Linked DNA regions of Canis lupus: region 2 is linked to region 1. A link is a contact called in public Hi-C data. All regions are on one chromosome and are shown on one strand. Each heading gives the region's core, a stretch centred on a gene start, on an enhancer-like site or on the middle of the called end of the contact. The rest is flanking DNA. Distances are from core to core; before and after follow the strand shown.

Region 1 (2,850 bases), core at 270-2,769:
TCCTTTTCCCCACCCCCTACCGCCAGGCTCCTGTAACTCACTGGTTGCCTTTCTTGAGGGTGAATTGTGAACGATCTTTCCTCAGGGTCCCCGCGGCAGGTATCTGATGGAGCAAAATCTTCTTAAGACTATCCTGGAAGTATGATGACTGGCCCCTTGAAGATAAACAAGCCACACCTGGCATGAGTGGTCAGGGTCCTCCCCACCTTCGGATCATTGTCAGCAACCCTGTCCCCATCAGCAGGTAATGGATACTTACCTCAGGTCTGGAAGGAAAGAACAGTGGGGACACTGGGGAGAATTGTGGCATTGCTCTGACACACTCCTTTTGGGTCGTGATGCTGAGGATGCTAGCCAGGAGGAGGTGGAGATAGCCATGAGCCTTTGCTTGGGGACGGTCCTTACGAGGCTCTCCCTAGTTATATGGCCTTGGGCCTCGGTTTCCTCAACTGTACAAAAGGGGCAATGGGGGACACCTGGGTAGCTCAGCGGTTGAGTGTCTGCCTTTGGCTCAGGGCGTGATCCCGGGATCCGGGATGGAGTCCCACATCGGGCTCCCTGCATGGAGCCTGCTTCTCCCTCTGCCTGTGTCTCTGTCTCTCTCTCATTGTCTCTCATGAATAAATAAATAAAATCTTAAAAAAAAAGGGGGGGGCAATGGGAGACCCGCCCTCCAGGGGTGGTCGGCAGGACTTCGGCGGGCGGACTCCGCTAGCAGTAGTAGCTCCATTCGCTCCGGAAATGACTCCGCCCCGCCCCCGCCCCCCGCCCCGCCCCGCCCCCGCCCCCGCCCCGCCCCCCCGGGGCCGACCCGGGCGGGGCCTCACCCGGCGGCGGCCCTGCGCGCTCTGCCCGCCGCTGGTGCAGGAACTCGCGGACCCTGCTGGGGAGGAGCTCTCCTAGGAGACCGCGCAGCGAATCCGGGGCCTCCCAGGCCGCGCCCCGCCAGGGATCCTCGCTCTCCCCCGGCCTGGCGCGCGGGGGCGCGGGTTCCCGGGGCGCCCTGGCCAGGAGCGGGGGCGGCAGCAGGAGTGACCTCAGCTTTGTCCGGTTCTGCGCCGCCCGCTGGGCCGCGGTGGGCAGGGCTGGCAGGCGCAGCGAGGGGCTCCTGACGCCCACGCCCATCTCCGGGTACGAGGACCCGCTCGGCCACCACCCGCCGCCGCCTACCCCCGAGGCCCTCCAGCTGTCGGGGACCCCCGCGCCCGAGACCTTGCGGAGCTGCGGCAGGGGCAGGCTGGGCAGCAGCGGGCCTCCCCTTCCGCGAGCGCCGTCGCCGGGGAGCCCCTTGAACGCCATCTGCTGGGCCCCGGGGTTGGGGAGACGCCTGGGCATTGTCTGGCCCTGCGCTCAGCTCAGGGCATTCTCACGCCAGAGGGGGGGGCGGGGGGTGCCGTGTGAAGTGGAGAGGAGGGCATAGGCCAGCCCCCAAGCCATAGTGCCCGGGGTGGGGAGGGACTTGTGGTTAGGGGGTAACGCCACTGTCTCTCTTCTGGCCGCCAGTGGCTTCAGGCCAGAGCTTGCCCAGCCTCTGTTTCCTCACCTGCAAAATGGTCACGTCAGAGTACATGCCTTTCTGAGTTGCTGTGACGTTTAGGTGAGTGAGCACGTGTAAATGGCATAGAATAGTGCCAGGCACTTTGTGCATGCTCAATTAAAGCTAGCTGCTACTATTGTTGTTATAATTACTTTAAAATTGTTATTTAGGATTTCGTCTCAGTTCCACTACTTATTAGCTTTGCAACCTTGGACAAGCCAATTGATTCACTTCTCTCATGCCTTTATCTGTAGAATGGGGATAACAGAGCACCTGCTCCTCTGTGACTAAGCACACTGGAGTGTTCAAGGTCTATTATGCTATCTATTAGCACTCCACCGGGAATTAGGAAACCTGGAACCAGGTTTGAAAGGAGACACCTGCCTAGCAGTTGCCCAGTCCTGCTGGGCCGTTAGGGCCCCTTGGGCGGAGAGCTTGTTGAGAGTACAGATGCCTCAGATTCTGATTCAATAGGTTTGGAGCCAAGATACATATTTTTTCTTTAAGATTTTATTTTTAAGTAATCTCTACCTCCAATGTGGGGCTCGAACTCACAACCCAGAGATCAAGAGTCACAAGCTCTACTGGCTGAGCCAGCCAGGCGCTCCAAGACACATATTTTTAACAAACTTGCCCTTTGGGAGACAGAGTCCTACACTTGCTCCCAGCTTTTGACACGGGGGGGGGGGGGGTGTCTTAGAGCCTGCTGCCTCCCTACCACACTCTCCTCCCAGATTGTTATCTCTGAGCTGGCTCCTGGTGTTACACTTACCTTAGTGGGGCTTCTAGTGGGTCCAGAGAAGGTCCCTTGAGTTTAGAGCCCCCTAATCGGTGGGCTGGTCCTTGGGAGATCCCATCTTCCCAGCCTGGTCTCTCTGCTGCACCCTCCCTGCTGCCTCAAGGGCCTGTTCAGGGTCATTGTGATCTGCCCCTCACCCAAGGCCATGTGAGGAACAGTGGGCTTTTGGGCCTGAAGACAGAAGGTGGGGCTTTGTGCTCAGGAAGCCAAGGCTATATTCACAAGGGAGTTGGTGGAACTCCTGACCAGGGCAGCCAGGCCCAAGCCAGGGGCAGAGGGCTCAGGGTTCCACTTCCCTCTCTGGATCTGGGAGGCCCAGGTGGGTCAAGTTTGAGCTGGGCAGCTCTGGAAGTACAATTTCAACCAGAATCCTGGGCAGTAAGAATATAGTAGGCCTGGAAATGAAGAGAACCAATTTCAGATCCAGGCTCTGCTTCTGTTTGCTGTGTAATGCTGGAAAGTCTGTCTGTTCTCAGGGCTCCATAGTAAAACAGACTGTTGGGCCCCATCTGTG
Region 2 (3,119 bases), core at 119-2,618, 370 kb before region 1:
TTAACTGGCTGCTATTGCCCACTAAGGCCAGGTCTCCCACTTCCTCAAGGTCACTCATGGAGCTTGTTAAAACCCACGTTCCTTTGCCCAACCCCAGCTTTCTGAGTCAAGAATCTTGGGGGATAAGACCCAGGAACCCGTATTTAAATACACTTGCCAGGTGACTTTACACAGAATTTGGGGACTCACTGTTCTTAGGATCTCTCTCTCAGGAGGTGTTAGGACCTTTTGTCTTCCCTGCTGCATACCTGTCGCCCCCCTCCCCCCAAACTTTCAAAGGGTGCCCTGGTTGTAGTGTCTGGAGACGGTCTTGCCATCATTCTCTTTCCGATGCCCACATGCATATCTGGGTCCCCTCCCCACCAGGGCTGCTCTTTGGCTCTGGTTCTGAGCCCCCTGAACGGAGAAGCCTGGTTAAATAGCCATAGCCCCAGGTTCCTCATGGTCAGCATTCGGCTCAGGCCTCTGCCAAACTCCAGAGGCCAGAGGGAAATGACATGTTTTTCCAAGTCAGCAAATGGAGCCAGGACTGACGGCTGGGCAGCCACTGCTTCAGTCTCAGATTTGCTGCCTTCAGCATGTAGCAGGCCCAAGGTCAGAAGGACTTGGGGCAGCCTGGCTCACTGCCTCAAGAGCCAGTCACGTGCTACTGTTTCCAGAGTGGAATGCGAGGGTCTGGGAGTCGCAGGAGACCCTGGAGGGAACAGGAGGAACAGGGTGGGGAGAAGGAGTGCACATTCTAGGCTGAGCCCTGCTTTGCTTGCTTGGGGGTAAAGGGCTAGGCTGTTCTGGCTCCCTCTGGTGGCTAGCCAAGCCCCTGGGTCCGTCAGTGCCTAACAAGGAAGGCAGCCAGGCCGGGCCTCAAGGAATATGGGAATTGATTCCAGGTTAAAATGTTGTATTTTTATTTGTTTGGGTGGTTATACTGGTATAAAAACCCAAAAGGTTTCTAAAGTTTGGGACTCGGTTCCTTTGCTGGAGGAAATCCTACAGTGGCCACTAGGTGGCGCTAACGGCACGCCAAACTTTGAGAAGGTTTTCAGTAACTCAATTGGGGGAGAGGCAGAAAGGCAAACCCTAGAGTTTCTGCTTTTTCGGCTCCCTCTCTGCAAGGCCTGGTTTTTCCTTTGGGTCTAGGTGGTTGGGCATGGTGGTAAACGCCGGTGCTAGCAGCTCTGAGGGCTCCCTGGCCACCTGGCTAAGCTGAGGCCTGGTCAGTGAGGGTGCTGACGGCGCTGTGCTGTGCTAGTTCTCCGGAGCTCTGTCCAGGCTACGCCCACCCCAGTCCCCTTCCACCCCGCACCAGTGTTTCACTGCCCCTGGCGTTCGTGAACGAGCCCCCTCTGGGACACAGGGCACCTGAAGCCCTGTGCAGAATTCTGTGCGCTTCAGTCTGGAAGGGGGCGGTGTTGCCTCCAGAGACCTGGGGATCAGGATGGCTGGTGCAACTAGGAGGAAAAAACAAGACAAGAAGTTGGAAATGGACCTGGGCATCTCCTCCCTGTCTCCCAGGACTTGCCCTGGTAGCTCTGGGCATCCTAGAGGAGGGGGCCCCACCTTGCAGAGCTTCTGCTGTCTCAGGAAATGCAGCCCTGGCGCCTTTAAGAGCCCAGGGCCGGCAGGAAAAGAATTTCAGTTTCAATCTGGCTTCTAAATTTGGAGTTTTGGGAAGGGAGGGATCAGATTTCAGCTGGAAGGGAAGGAGCTGACAGGAAGGCGCTGTGCAGAGCCTCCCCCCATCCCCCCTCAGTTACTGACAGAGGAACCATTTACAAAAGGCCGATTCTCTTGGGAGTGGAGAGGCAGGAACGCAGCGTCTGTGAGTAATTTCCTGCTCAATATGGCTGCTCTGACTCACACGATTCCCCTGGGGTCACTGCGGGACTGCAGCTTGCTTGCTCGTTCTCGCTCTTTCTCTTCTCCCTTTGTGGCTAGAATGAGCTAATTTTTTTTTGTTGTTGTTTTGTTTTCTCGCTCCTGATTCCTTTTTTTCCCCTCATCTGTTTTCCTTTCTCAGAGTTGCAAAGTCTCCTTCTGAAGGACTTGGGGAGACCTGGGGACACTGAAGGCCTGGGGGTGGGGGGTGGGGCAGCCCCTCTAGATAAATAGCGTCTCTGGCCTTTCCATGGGGAGGGGCAGGGCCATTGGGGCTTTTCCAGCAGGCCCGAGAGGCCTTTTGGGGTCCCCTCCCGTGCCCCTAGTGGGTGAGGCTGGCCCACAAGGCAAAGCCTCTGGTTTCCCAGCATCATCTGCTGGCCTAGCCTTGGAGCCCTTGCTGAGCAGGCTTCTGGAGCGATGCTGTGGGACGAAGCCAGCAGGGTGCCTCCAGGGTGGTTTATTCACAAGGCCTTGTCCAGAGTGAAACCGATTACACATCTCCGGTGATTTCTGAACTTCTCAGGGCCTGGAAATGTGCAGGAGATGACTGGAACCTGGCACTGGTCCCCAAGGGGCAGAGAGTTTTGGGGGAAGGGGTGGGACAAGAGGGAGGGCGGGTAGCTGAGGGTGGAGCCTGCTTGAGTAGGATGGTTGGAACAAAGCTCCTTGAAGGCCAGACCCCCTAGGCTGTGGGTACCGGCAGCTATCCCTAAGAGGGAGCCTTAGAGAGAGAGAGAGAGAGAGAGAGAGAGAGAGAGAGAGCTGGGGGAAGGTACTAGGTCTAGGCACTGACCCAGGAAAAGCTCTGTGGCCACCAGCCACCCAGGGGAGGGGGATCTGGTCTCCATCTGCCACCTCTGCCACGTGGGGCTGTGGCCTCCCTACTGGAGGAAGGATCTGTTGTCTTTGCCACTGAACCTGGGGGTTGAGACAGGCTTTGGGGGAACTTTGGCCAGGGGAGGGTGGTGACAGCAGTAAATGGCAGCTTTTTGGACTTAGATCTTGCAGTTTGGTACGAGGCTTTACTGGACAAGTGAGAAGTGTGTAGGAGTGGGTTCCCTGGGGAGTCCACAGCCAAACAGTGGGGCTGTTATAAGCTCTTGAGCCCTTACCCTTATGCCCAATATGGAGAAGGAGTTTTGGGCCCATCCTTTCTCCCCGGAACAGCTCTCCCCTAGCCCAGCCTCCATTCAGCCTCTTCTGGAACCTTCCACCCTCTCAGGGTCCAAGTCTCTGCTTAC

The links. Hi-C and Micro-C count contacts between places; a contact is called where the count stands out from the background.
Region 2: a Hi-C map of blood shows a contact between it and region 1, with 3 times the contacts expected there. The contact joins the enhancer-like site here to the promoter of C9H9orf50 in region 1. A contact is called at or near these places in 3 of 9 Hi-C or Micro-C datasets (amygdala and blood).

The regions. Positions count from the first base shown.
Region 1 is chr9:54,262,053-54,264,902 of UU_Cfam_GSD_1.0, reverse strand. C9H9orf50 reads right to left here and starts at 1,519. Exons shown (of 7, transcript XM_038549078.1): 1 at 828-1,519; 2 at 260-449; 3 at 42-155. The coding sequence starts at 1,335.
Region 2 is chr9:54,629,815-54,632,933 of UU_Cfam_GSD_1.0, reverse strand. All of the region lies in intron 8 of PTPA (serine/threonine-protein phosphatase 2A activator), which reads left to right. Among named protein-coding and RNA genes, the nearest start is that of CRAT, 23 kb to the left of the region's middle. Within about 2 kb of position 1,368, at least 11 of the 20 cell types and tissues checked have an H3K27ac peak or open chromatin away from gene starts, as enhancers often do. A contact at or near this core is called in blood, where this site is marked.